Linked DNA regions of Sus scrofa: region 1 is linked to region 2. The links are chromatin contacts, called in public HiChIP or PLAC-seq maps. All regions are on one chromosome and are shown on one strand. Each heading gives the region's core, a stretch centred on a gene start, on an enhancer-like site or on the middle of the called end of the contact. The rest is flanking DNA. Distances are from core to core; before and after follow the strand shown.

Region 1 (6,134 bases), core at 1,910-4,409, 180 kb after region 2:
TTTTTTCCTTAAAAGGGGCCTCTGCTTACAATTTTATCAGTAGAATTGCTGGCCATATTCTTTAAAGGGAAACAGGCACAGGTTCACACAGATAATAACTGTGTGGTCCTTCCATTAAAAATAGTTTTGTCTTTTCCTAAACACACACTAATCCTTGCCAAGTCCTTTACCCTTGGAGTTCCTTCTTCCTTTCTGGAGGTTCCTTCTCAAAGACACTTTTGCTGGACCCTCCTCCTCTCATGGTCATCTCTGGGTAAGAGACTGATTCTAGGACCTCTCCTGATACCAAAATCTGTGGATGCCCAAGTCTCTTCTATCAAATGGCACTGTTTCTGCATGTAAAGTAAGCACATCCTCCCCATACTTTAAATCAACTCTAGCTTACTTACAATACCTAATACAATGTAAATGCTAAGTAAATAGTTGCTGTGCTAGTGACAAATTTGAGTTTTGCTTTTTAGAAATTTCTGGAATACTTTCCTTTCCCTCCCTTTCTCCCTCTCTCTCTCTCTTTCTTCCTTTAAATGGCTACACTTGAGGAAGTTCCTGGGCCAGGGGTTGAATTTGAGCTTCAGGTGCGACCTATGCAATGCCGGATCCTTTAACCCACTGCACCACAGCAGGAACTCCTGGAACGTTTTTCTTTTTACAAATATGTTTGATTCGAGGTTGGTTGAATCCATGGGCACGGATACCATGAATACAGAGAGCCAACTACAGTCTCCTAAATGTCAGGACCTTGAAGGATTCAGCCCTCTATATCCTCTCTCTACTTAGAGCAACTTCATGGACTCTCACTGTCTTTAATTAATATTTCCATGCTAACAACCCCAGAACCCACAGTTTGAGTTTCACTCTCTTTTGGGCTCCATGGTCAAGTATCTAAACGTCAGTGGAGGGTGCCACTTGGAATTTCCACAGCATCTTCTGTAGAAGCTCAACTCTTTCTGTGGCTTCTCAAACCTGCGCTCTCAGTTTATGGCACCCGTATCTCCTGTCTTATAAGCAAGAAACCTGACTATCTCGCCAGACCCTTCCTTACCTTATTTCTCTCCATCCTCACCATCACTATTACAGCATACCACTTCCTCCTAGGACAACTGCCACAGAGTCCTGGCTAAGTGGTTGTTTCTTGGTCCACCCTAATCCAGCTCCTTCCTACAAACATCTCCACTTTCATTAGGATAAAGTCTAACCCCCTGAACATGACTTAGCAGGCCCTTCAGTGTCTGACCCTTGGGATCCTCTCAACTCTATGCCTCACAAACTAAGCTCCAGGCTTCCTCTGAGGGCCTCAGAAACCCTGCACTGTAGGACCCCCAAGCTTTGCTTAGCTCAGTCTTTCTAAATCACACTCAACCTTTCCCCCTCCCACTCTTTCAACCTTCAACTTGGAAACCTCCAGTCTGGGAAGCCTTCCACACATCCAAGTCAGGATTAGAGGGCCCTGCCAAGTGCTCTCTCACCCTATACTGCAGTGTTTGTCTCACTGCATTGTCTGTAACTACTTTCTAGTTTGGTTTCCCCACATTTGACTATGATCTTCCCTGGGCAGGACTGAGCCGGGGTTGCCCACCTAAGCCAACAGGCAGCTCATGTAGAAGACACCAAAATGAGAGTTCTTGGTGAATGAATGATAATGAATGAATGATAATGAAAAAGAAAATACCAGGGCCCTTTTTAAAGTGTTTTCAGTGACTTCCCCCGCCACCTGCCACAAAACATCTTAGTATATTTTAGTTACATAAAAGGAGTTGATATGTTGAAATAGTACCTCCTTTATATAATTAGGCCTTTCTTTGAGGACACTGATGGTAGCCAAAGGTCTGGTGAATTGGGTGACTTAGTTTAAAACAAAGTCAACTCTTGCCTGGACTATCACAACAGTCTTTCTATAACCCCACTCTCAGCTACAGCTTTCTCCAGCAGCCAGTGATCTTTTCAAAACATAGAGTTATGATCATTTTTCTACCACCTTACCACCCGCTACAAGGTCCTACAAGATCTGGAGACTGTCGCGCCGCTTCACCATCAACCCCAACTTCACCACAAACCATTATCCCTCCTATGATGCTGGACTACCTGGTTCTCTTTCTTGCAGTTTCTGTCCACAGCAAAAGTTATTCTAGCATCAGAGGTTTTGCACTTTTGATGTCTCCGCCTGCAAAATCCTCCCCAACCCACCCGACCCCGGATCTTGGCATGGCTGGCATCTCCTCATTCAGATCACTATTCAAATGCCACATTCTCAGGGACCTTTATTATCAAAACAGCCATCACATCTTAGCCAATCTCCACCCCATTCCGCTTCCCTTTACATAGCCTATCTCTACCTGATAAATAGTTTCGTGTTTGTCAGTCTCCCTTGGTAAAGTGAAAACTCCACGATGATGAGTGATTGCATCTACCTCGTTCACCGAGGTCTCCCTAACGGCTACAACAGTGCCCGGTCGGTAAATACCTGCTCAATGAAAAGAAGCACTTAATAAACATGGCCATCTCCCGTATTTTCCCCTCTCTCCCTTTCAGCCACAGGAATTCCTGAGGGACTTCACCCTTCCAGGCAAACCCTTGAAGCGACACCGCCAGCCCACAGGACTCTCTTTCTTCGCCAGGCGAGGAACGCCATCCTGGGAACTAACGGAGCCCCGGGGGCCGAAAGACCTGCCAAGGCCCGGCACCCGCGTCTGAGAAGCGCTGAAGAGGGCGGTGGGACAAGGCTCCCCTCTCCTCGCCTCCTGGAGACTGCCGCCTTTCTAAGCCTAAGCCTAAGCCCAGAGACAGCCTCTCAGTAGGTCGCACACACGCCTCCCGCGCCGCCAAAGTTAGCGGCCGCTGCCAATTACCTGCAGGGAACCAGCTCGAGCCACCCTGACTCCGCACCGCCATTCGCGTGAGCACCGGCCCCTTCCGGGCCACCGTAGTTCGCGGAGAGAACCCGGCGTTGCCTTCTCCCGCATGCGCAGAGGCCCTGTGCGGCGCACCGCGTTTCTTAGCAACCGCCTGGAGTCCCTCCGCCAGGGGCGGAGCATTGGAAGCCTCAGAAGGGGAAGTGAGTGAGGCCAATCCGAGAGGAGTCCTAGCCCCAATCGGCACGCCTCCCCTAACTGTCGCGAATGCGCAGGCGGCTTTACGGCAGGCAAGGGGTGGGGGCTGCTGGGGGTAGGAGGAGAGAAGGAAGCAACCAACCAACCAAGTTGTCCCCACCCCCCACCCCCACCCACTCCGGACCTGGTTTACGGCTCCGGGCTCAGGCTCCAGTGCGGCCGCTGATTGGCTGCTGAAGGCTTGGTCCCATCCCAGTGACCCCAAAGTGCTGGAGGGAGGGGGCGGGGGTGGCCCAGTGCAAAGTGCATCCCGAAAGCCCCCTGCCTGGAGCCCCCGCGGCTGGCACTTGGGACCCTGTATGACCCGGGACCTCGCTGCCCCGAGACCTCCTGTGCCCCCAGTGGCTGGGAGCCTCCGGCCCGGAGCGCGGCAGCCCCCTGCTCTGAGCCTTCAGACCGGGACTGCCCCCCCACCCGAGCCGGGACTTCCTCCCTGCACCCCTGCCCCGAGGCTGCCCGGCGGCCAGCACCGCCGCCTCAGGTCGGCTCGGCTGTGTGGATGCTGGCCGGACTGGGGCCGTGAGGCACCGAGGAGGACCAGGAACAGCCGCGTCCGGCCCTGCCTGGGCTGTTTCTTCAATGGAGAAGTTGGTGAGTGTGGAGGAGGCTGAAAGGAGGAAGAGAAGCAGCAGCTGAGGAGACAGGTAAAGTCAGTTACCTCCCGGAGGGGAAGGGGGCTGGCCTGGGAGGGAGGAGAATCCCTGCTTCTTCCTGCCTGCCTTTACCACTCTCTTCCTCTGCTCTCCCCTCCTCAGATCCCCCTCCTCCTCGCCCCGGGGCTCTGCACAGCTTTCTGCTTTCTGATCTCCAGGTTTGAGCTGGCTTGAGGAGGCGAGAGGGCAGGAAGGGTCTACCACCAGAGAAGCAGCAGAGAGCCTCTGACCAGCATCCTCCATAAAGGTAATAAGCCACTCCTCCCCTCCCCCATTGTTTATTCTTGGCCCCTACCTCATTAAGCAGTGCTTTATTTTCGGGATGGTTACCTGGGAATGCAACCCTTTCCTGGCCCCCAGTTTCCAGGCAAAACCAGAAACACTGCCTATGCCCTGATCTTTAACATTTTAATAACTTCTTTTTCCCAGGAACGTATTTTATCCCTTTTGCTCTGCACAGTGTTTTCGTGTTTTGCATTTTCTTTCGGTACACTGAACCGTGTACCCTGCTCAGAGACTTTGAGACCTTTTTGTGGTTTCCCTGCCCCTCTTACTCTCATAGGAATTCCTCAATTCCTGGTTAATTGCTTGTTAATTCTGAATGACTCTGCTTTTTAATTAAACTACAATTTTCTGCTTTCCCTGTATACTTTCCTATAACCTTTTCTCTACCTCTACCAGAAAGTCTTTTGAGTTATCTAACTGGTGAAGGTTTAGGTAGAGGAAGATACAGTAATAACTTGAAACTTAAGAGTTTCAGAAAATAATGCCAATTTTTTTTCTAGAAAAAATGAATCTGTGTACCTAAGTAGTATGAATAGTACGAAAGCAATACTCCCTTCTGAAGCACTTATGTATAATTAACTCTTTTGTGTATTTCTTGTGACAGATGTGGATGGGCTCTGAAATTCTTATAAAAAGATCAACCGTATTTGTTATATTTTGGGTTTCCTAGAACTTATAAAACTTTATGCAGTATCTTGTTAATCATTTGACACTCAGGAATTTAAAAACCAAAGACTGTTTTGGTGTATTTAGAATCTAGGGTTTTATTTTTGCACTCTTCATAAGATTTCTCATTTCAAAATCCTTACAGAGAATTGGTTAGATTGAAATGTAGGCATCTAATTCATGTGATCAGATTTCTGCTGCTGTATTTTGTTGCTGTCTTTGAAAATGAGCTAAAGGTAAGTTTAGGACATTCATGTAAATCCTGAAGAGGGGGTATAATCAGGGAAATTATGTAGGAGTTAATTCAGAAATTAGCCAAGTGAATAACTTCTCTAGCATCCAATAACAGGAGTATAAAGTGACTTGTTAATCTCAGAGTTATTTTAATGTCTCAGATTGTTTAGGGAATTTTAGGTACAAAGAAGTACTTAAAATAGCAGAAGTTAGGAAATCTTTGCCTTACTCTGTTCAGGTGGACTTTCTGCCTTCTAGTAAAAGAAATTAATGTCTTTCCTGATTCTTCTAATTGTCAAGGTACAGCTAAAGATACTTTTAAGGGGCCCTGAGGGTTTGTATCTTCTTGAAACCCAGCAATGGACAGCAAAAGGAGGGTGTCTGCTACCAAATGGGATTTAGAATCAGAATCTACCAAGGACTGTTTCCTGGTGAACATTTAGGGCACCCTTTGCATGTGTATGTAGGGTCCACTTCATTTCAGTAAATGCTAGGCAGAAGGCGATTTTTATTATTGAAATATATGAATCACCAGAGAAATGCCTAATGATTACTTTGGAACTTTTTAAAAAATGCTGAAATACTGGAAGTATGTTTTTAAAGTAAAAAGGAATTATGTATTTTCTATTCAGGTCTTTTCAGTTAAATATTTTTCTGCTTTAAGTTGAACTTTAGCATGTTTTCATTTTCTGAGAGGTGTTATCATCTGTGCTGAGAAAACACTGCTTCCCTCTGGTTTCCAATCAGTTCATTTTCATTGCTTAAATGTATTTCATTGACCCTCTCAGCTTTTAATGGTTTTTCTGAGAGTAGGGAATGTATGTAAATTGTCCACATCTGCTCCTAATATTAGCATGATTGAGAGTATTTGGTCTAGATTATGTCAAATGTTTAAAATATATGAGTACTTTCTTACCAACATGGCCAGTTAGTTAATCTTTTTCAGTCTGGTAGCTAACTTTGTGGTAATTCTATTATCAGTCACATGGTTTTGAAAGAAAAAAAAATCAGAAAACACCTGATTTATTTGGTAACCAAGTAAGGTTTATAATCGCATTGGGAGAATCACCAGTTTTGGTTGAAATGATGTATTTTGAGTATGTTATGGCCAATACTTACTTTCTTCATACCTAAAATGATGCCATTCACAATTATATTATGACACAGACAATATCTTTATCTTGTTCAC
Region 2 (6,643 bases), core at 379-2,878:
TAACGTTCAGTCCACACTCGGGCCAAGTGCAGCCTAAGTCTAGTGGCTAGACAGCTTTCATCTCTGCTAGACCTGAGCTCCCTGGGCGAGCTACGCTTATCTCCCTCCCAGCAACACCACATGGGTCCTGGCCAGGCACACTGCTGAGGCTTAGCAGCCATCGGAAGGCACTGGATAATCAGACCCTTCCCCTCCCGCAGCCTCCGTTCACAGACCCTCCGGAAGGTGGGGGAGGGAAGAGGTGGAGAAAAAGGGTGGGCGGGAAGAGGTAGGAGGGGTTCCCTCCCGCGAGCAGCAGAGCATCCCTGGTGGCCCCACCCCCATCCCAGACGCCTTCCCCCGCCCCCGTTCCCCCTATTCCCCTTCCCAACTCTGCGAGGGATCGCCAGGCAGACCCCAAGGGGGTGCGGGCAGTACCAGGCCGCCGCCGCAAGTGCTGAGCGAGACGAGGGAGCCGGGGTGGCCCAGCACGCGGCCCGAGTAGAAGCACAGTTCGGCGGGGCGTCCACGGCGCCCTGCTTCGCCAGCCTCCTCCACCTCGAAACCGCCGGACAGAAAGCGGAGGTCGCGACGCAGCTGCAGGTACAGGTCGCGCCCGAAGGCCGGCAGGTGCAGCAGCAGGGCGCGCTCGCCAGGCCGGGCACGCGGGGCGGCGGGGGGCGCGCGGGGTCGCCGACGTCTTCGCGGCCCTGGGGCGCCAGGCAGCTGCGGCAGGTGCACGGCGTCTGGGCGCACCCGCCGCGGGAGCACCACCTCCACGTCGGCCGCCGCGTCGCCGACCGCTGTAAGAGAGGAGACGCGTCAGCGCGCCGGGGCCCGGCCGCCCCGCCGCCCGCCCACCGAGCGCGAGGTCCAGCGCTGGGCATCCCGCGCCAGCCCAGAGACAACACGGCCCCGAGCCGTTGCTCTCTTTCCTTATCTCGCCCAGGCACCTCCATGCCACTCAGCGCCTCTCCCCAGACCCCGCGCCACCCTGGAAAGGTCTCCGGCTGGGCTACCCGAGCACCTCCGGGAATACGGCCGCCGCATCGGCGTCCGGAGAACTGGCGGCGGCGCGACCGCCCGGGAGCCGCCTGGAGCCCAGTCTTCCGGCCGCGGCCCGCGCCCCCTGGACCCGGGAGCTGTCAGCTGTCGGCCGCCGGATCCCGGCCACGCCGGCAGGCGGAGGCCGCCAAGATGCCTCGGGAGGGCAGAAGGAAGGTGGCCGCGAGAAGCACGAGCTAAGGGGCGGGAGTAGAGGGAGCGTTACCTGCACCCGAGTCCAGTCCCCAAACCAGCAGCAGCAGCAAGGGCAGGACAAGGGGAGGCAGCAGGGCGCCGTCACACATGGTACTTGGGAGGAGCAGCCCCCCTTGACGGTCGCGGCGGAACAGGAGCGCGCGAGGCGGCGGCGCCAGCCGGAGTGAAGCCCTCCAGCCTTTGGAAAAAGTAATTAGCGCTGCGGACAAACCCAACGTGGTAAATCCCAAGCCCCGCCTTCTCCTCGGAAAGCTGGAGATGATAGGACTCTCGCTTTGCTTTACCCCGCCTCCCCCTTCTCTATTGGCTAAGAAGGGTCTAAACCAGGGTGCGTAGTTAGGTTGTAAGAATTTTCTTACACGTGGTTTCTGGGCAGTGGCGGGGAGGGGGCACCAGGTGGCGCAAGGGAGCCGTCTGGAGCCGCGCTGTTGAGGAGGACCCAGGACACCTGACTGGTCTTCAAAGTTTGTCCCCATTTTTGTAACCCTCTCAAACCCTGCTGCTCAGCTTCCCAAAAAGACAGTCCAGAAATCCTAGCCAACAGATATCATCCATAAAAGTATATTTTCTCTGCATCTAAAGTAAAACCAATTTGGGTTGTCTGTAGCTGGGCACTTTCTTGCTCTAGGTGCGCAACTTTGCACGGGATGGCTAGCCACTTCCAAGGGAGAGGTGTTTATGCAAATCCTTCACACCTCCTGTCATCTTTATCTGCACGGAAGCTGGTGGCACAGGCGAGATCACACACTCTTACAGACTTAGACACTGAGGGGGCGAGAGTGAGCATAAGGAGCTTGCTGAGTTAGCCAGTGGGTTTGTATCCCAGCAAGAGCTAGAATGTGGCTCCTGGCTTGCGGACGGGGCTGTTCTCTCCACGGCAAGAGCCCTCCATGGCACGTAGGAAGGAATATTAGCCCAGTTTTACAGGTTAGGAAACTGGGACACAAAGTAGCAAAGACTGAACTTGAACCCAAGTCTTTCTGCAACAGAATGAATCATTCATAACTGAGCAAGTTCTGGAAGAAAAACAAAACAAAACAAAATTAACTGAGGTGTAACCATTCTCATGTCTCTTCCCCTCCCCCTCCCTGCTTGCCTGTCCTGCCTGTTTCCGTTTTTTCAAGGCAGAGGGGCAACAGCACTCCTCTTGGACTCTGCTTAGGGCCTCTCAGAATCTAAAATGCACCCCAGGGTTACATGTTATCGACAGGAATCCAGAAGTGAGCACTGTTCAGCTTTCCTGACATTTCATTAACCCTGGTAGTGGGCTGTGTCACTGATTCTCAGTAAAGCCCATCACTCTCACTACTGCAAACTTGCTAGTCTGTGTGTCCCCTAGGGTGCTGCTAGTGGAATCCTTTTCTGCTCTGTCCACCGCACCCTCCACTGCTCCAGGGGCTGCCACCCACCACCAGACACCTAGTTCCTGGAAACCTCATGCAGCTTGCTCATGGCCTAGTTTGGGTTTTTTTCCCCCTCCCCTTGAAAGCAGCCTCAGCTGACTGAAGGTTCAGCAGCCTCTTCTGGTGGCACAAGAAATCATGGAGAGCTTTTTGGTGAAGATTTGTTGGGCAAAGAGCCACCTCAAAGGCTGGTTACTAAAAGCCAGGAGTAGCAGCCCCACTACCTTGCGGGAACAATTCCTTCTGCCATCAGGAGTCTACTTGATGCTCAGTAGTCCGCAAGGGCATGCAAACTGAAGCAAGAGCAGGATACCATTTCATCTTCCAGCCTGTCCGAACTGAAGCACTTGGAAATATCAAGAATTGGAGAGGACATTGTCCTGCCCATGGGAGGGAGTGCGAATTGGCATAGCCACTTTGAAGAACAATACTGTACACACCCTACAATTCTGCTGTTCCACTTCTGGCTAACTACCACAAATGAACTGGCAATATTCTAGAATGTTCACCACTCTGAATTATTTAGGGGAAAGAAAAAAAAAAAAAAAAAAGCAAGACCTGAATGACCACCATTAGATAAATGGCTAATAGAGCTCCAAAATAAACCCACATGTATCTAGTCAAGTAATATTTGACAAGTGAGCCAAGAATGCTCAAGAATAAAGGATAGTCTCTTTGGTAAGTGGCGGTGGGAAAAGTATACAGCCACATGCCAAAAAAATGAAATTGGACCCTCTCTGACCCCCACTCACAAAAGTCAGCTTGGAATAGATCAAAGACAAATGTAAAACTTGAAACTGTAAAACTCAGAGAAGAATACATAGGGGAAAAGCACCTTAACATTGGTCTTGGCAGTGATTTTTTGGAGGACAACAAAAGCACAAGCAGCAAAGCAAAAATCAGCAAATGGGTCTGTATCAAATCTAAGAGTTTCTGCACAGCAAAGCAAACTATCAACAAAATGAAAAGGCTACCTATGGAATGGGAGAAAATATTTGGAAACCATGTATCTGAAAGGTTCTCAAGATCACTAGTCACCAGGGAAATGCAAATCAAAACCAACTATCAATTCCCCCCCCCCGCCCTCTGCACAAAAAATGCTTGGCTTAGAGAAGATTTTTACTACATCCCAAATTAGGAAACGATTATGTTAGGAACCACCTACCACACCTGTTAAGAGTCCTGTTACCAAACAGATAAGAGGAAACAAGTGTGGGCAAGGCTGTGGTGGAAAGGAAACCCTGAACACCTTTGGAGGGAATCTAAATTGGTGCAGCCACTATGCACCAAAAAAAATTTTAGCGGAACTACCATAAGATCGAGCAATTACACTTCCAGGTATATATCTGAAGGAAGACATTAAACTAAATAATATAAGTCAGTCACAAAGAGACAGATATTGTATGATTCCATTATATGAGGTACCTAGAGTGGTCATATTTATAGAAACAGAGGGGAGAATAGTGGTTACTAGGGGCTGAGGGAGGGGGAGTGAGGCATCAGTGTGTAAGTTTCCACTGGAGAAGACGAAAAAGCTCTGGAGATGGAAAGCTCATGATGATCACATGACAAGGTGAATGTACTTAATGCCACTGAACTGTACGCTTAAAATGGCTAAAATGGTAAACTGTATGTTATGCACAGTTTCCCATAATAGGAAATAATGCTTAAAAGAGGAAATCATTATTATCTGCTATGATCACACTTCATCTTAACACAGTAATTGCCTGGTCTTCATTTTGTGCAAGGGCGAGGATTAATCCCATCTTACAGATGGAGGAGAAAGGGCTGGGGGTCAGGGAGGATTAAAAGCAAGATAAACAAGCAAAGGAAAGCCCTACAGGTGGCAGTGGCAGTCTGAGTCTGAGATGAAGGAACCCCTCTTCCTTGTCTGGGGGTTAAAACTGTTTGCTGCACTCATGGATGAGAAATCTCTTCAACTTTTCAGCTTGTCCACTGTTTTTTGTGAACAGCTCCGCTCTGGCAGGCACGATCTTTTCTGATTGCATTGTGTGGAAATAACCCCCAGCAGGTCAGTGATGCTGCCTCTCTTGGCCTCTCTCTGATCCACCGCCCCTGCCCAAGCTTGGATGCTGGTTGCCATTCTCATGACCAGTACTATTGCTGTTAATGATAGCAAGACAGTCCCAAGAGGAGCACAGACTTTGCCAAGAGACACACTGTTCAAATGCGAAACTCAGAAATACAGGGCTAAAGACACAGAGTGGGCAGAGCACAAAGAGGACTGCAGGCACTTGGGCCAAATGTGACCTTCCTTAATCCTCCCCACTCAGAGATTTCTTGAACCAGTAATTGATGAGCCCAGGTGCCAAGACTGAAGTGTAAACCTGATCCGTGTGTAGGTGGAACAGGTGCCCTAAATATTACTAGGTGTTGGTAGGGGATGAGGAGAGAGGGTACCACGGGATTCTACAGGACAACCTCTTTGAGACTAAGTTCACTTTTTGATGCAAACAGTCCTCCATCCTGGGAGCAAATGAGATGCACATCCTTTCCAGCAGGGGGCGTGCAGCATCAATTCTGTCCTCCTGAACCAGAATTGGTGTGAAACGCTGGCCCCAGCTCCCTCCCTCCTGCAAAGGCCTATTTTTTCTGGTTTATCTTTTGCTCTTTCCATGTTGAGCCTGGATCCTAGCCCCACATTCAGCGACTTGGCCAGTATCCTGTTCCCCTGAGTTAATCTTGCCAACCTCTCCCCGTGGGGTCTGCAGGCCCCTCCCAGGTTCCAGGGCTCTGGCAGGGTCTGTTCGCATGGGTGCCCTGGCCACACAAGGCCATTCCTGCCTGACTCCAGGAATGGCCCCGTCTGGAAATTCCTGCTGCCCTCCATTCCTGCTCACCCAACAAGTCCCTTGTTCTGATATTGCCAAACAAGTCCAAATTCACTACACTCTTGAACATTGATTTTTCAGTCTAGCTGTTAACTTGTTCCATCAGGGCTACTACTAAGGTATTTCTAGCTGTACCCTTTCCCAATATCTTGGTTCTTCCCCTTCCCAGGCTGTGCCCCTGAGGTCTCAGCCTGCCATAGAGCTGTGTGTCCATAGTCTTCAAGCATCCCCATTGTTGAAAAGACAAATCCACTCATGTCCTTCTGATGCAGGCTGTTTGGAAGCTGGATTCTTAAGCAGCAGCTCTTAAAGTACGCAAAAGTTCTTTCAGGGAAACGAGCACTGAGCCCTGGGGAATGAGCTGAGTAAGATTTATTTCTTTGTTTGCTACAGTCCTGTGGGACCAGAAATGCAAGCCGCACTGATCACCAGAGCTAGGTGATCAAGGGATGCATTTCCTGGGGGGCAGCTACAAAAGCCAGGTCATGAGACATGTGCCCAAGTTCCTTCCAGGAAGACACTGGTGACCTGGAGTGTGCCAGAGAGAGAGAGCACAGACACAGAATTCACCAGCCCCCGCAAGTCTCCTCAGAGGATCACAGTCAGCCCCTGGATGCATGCTAAGTTAGAACCCTGACAGACACACAAACAGTACCTTTTGAAGCATGCAAATGACCTCTTTTAGGGAAAGACTGGAGATGGGTATTTCTGTCTGCTCCCTCTGTGCTGAGCCCTGGAGGGTCCTTTCTAGCCTGTTTAGAACTATTTCTTGGTTTGCTTTAGTCTTGTGGGTTGGGATGCAAGTCCTGTTGGCTTTCAGGGCTAGGTGTTTGGGGCTCTTTGAAGGTGGAAATCTTCAAAGTTGGGGTGCTAGATGGTGGGTCCAAACTCATTTCTCGGGAGAAGGTGGGACTTGTGAGTTCCCTTGAAACTGTATGTTGCTGTACCAGGGGTGGAGTTCATGGTAAGAACATGTCTCAGCCTCTCCCATCCATTTTGATCTTGCTCACCCAATGCACAGGAGTCTCAGCTAGTTTGTGGATTTCTTTCAGAGGGAATTGGTCTGTGTGTGGCTCTGGATTTGGTGCATCCATGAGAGGACATATGATCAAGAGCCTCCTATGTTGCCATCCTTGGCAGTTTCCTTGG

The links. HiChIP or PLAC-seq counts read pairs in DNA pulled down with a chosen protein or histone mark.
Region 1: a contact with region 2 is called in an H3K27ac HiChIP or PLAC-seq map of skeletal muscle. The contact joins the promoter of ASB7 here to the promoter of ADAMTS17 in region 2. A contact is called at or near these places in 3 of 47 Hi-C or Micro-C datasets (embryonic fibroblasts and fibroblasts) and 1 of 2 datasets of contacts at active chromatin or transcription factors (skeletal muscle).

What each region holds. Positions count from the first base shown.
Region 1 is chr1:139,188,248-139,194,381 of Sscrofa11.1, forward strand. ASB7 (ankyrin repeat and SOCS box protein 7) reads left to right here and starts at 3,160. Exons shown (of 6, transcript XM_003121646.4): 1 at 3,160-3,751; 2 at 3,919-4,007. It overlaps LINS1 (protein Lines homolog 1), which reads right to left and starts at 2,991. Exons shown (of 7, transcript XM_013993232.2): 1 at 2,847-2,991.
Region 2 is chr1:139,014,053-139,020,695 of Sscrofa11.1, forward strand. ADAMTS17 (A disintegrin and metalloproteinase with thrombospondin motifs 17) reads right to left here and starts at 1,629. Exons shown (of 24, transcript XM_013993230.2): 1 at 1,250-1,629; 2 at 418-782. The coding sequence starts at 1,328.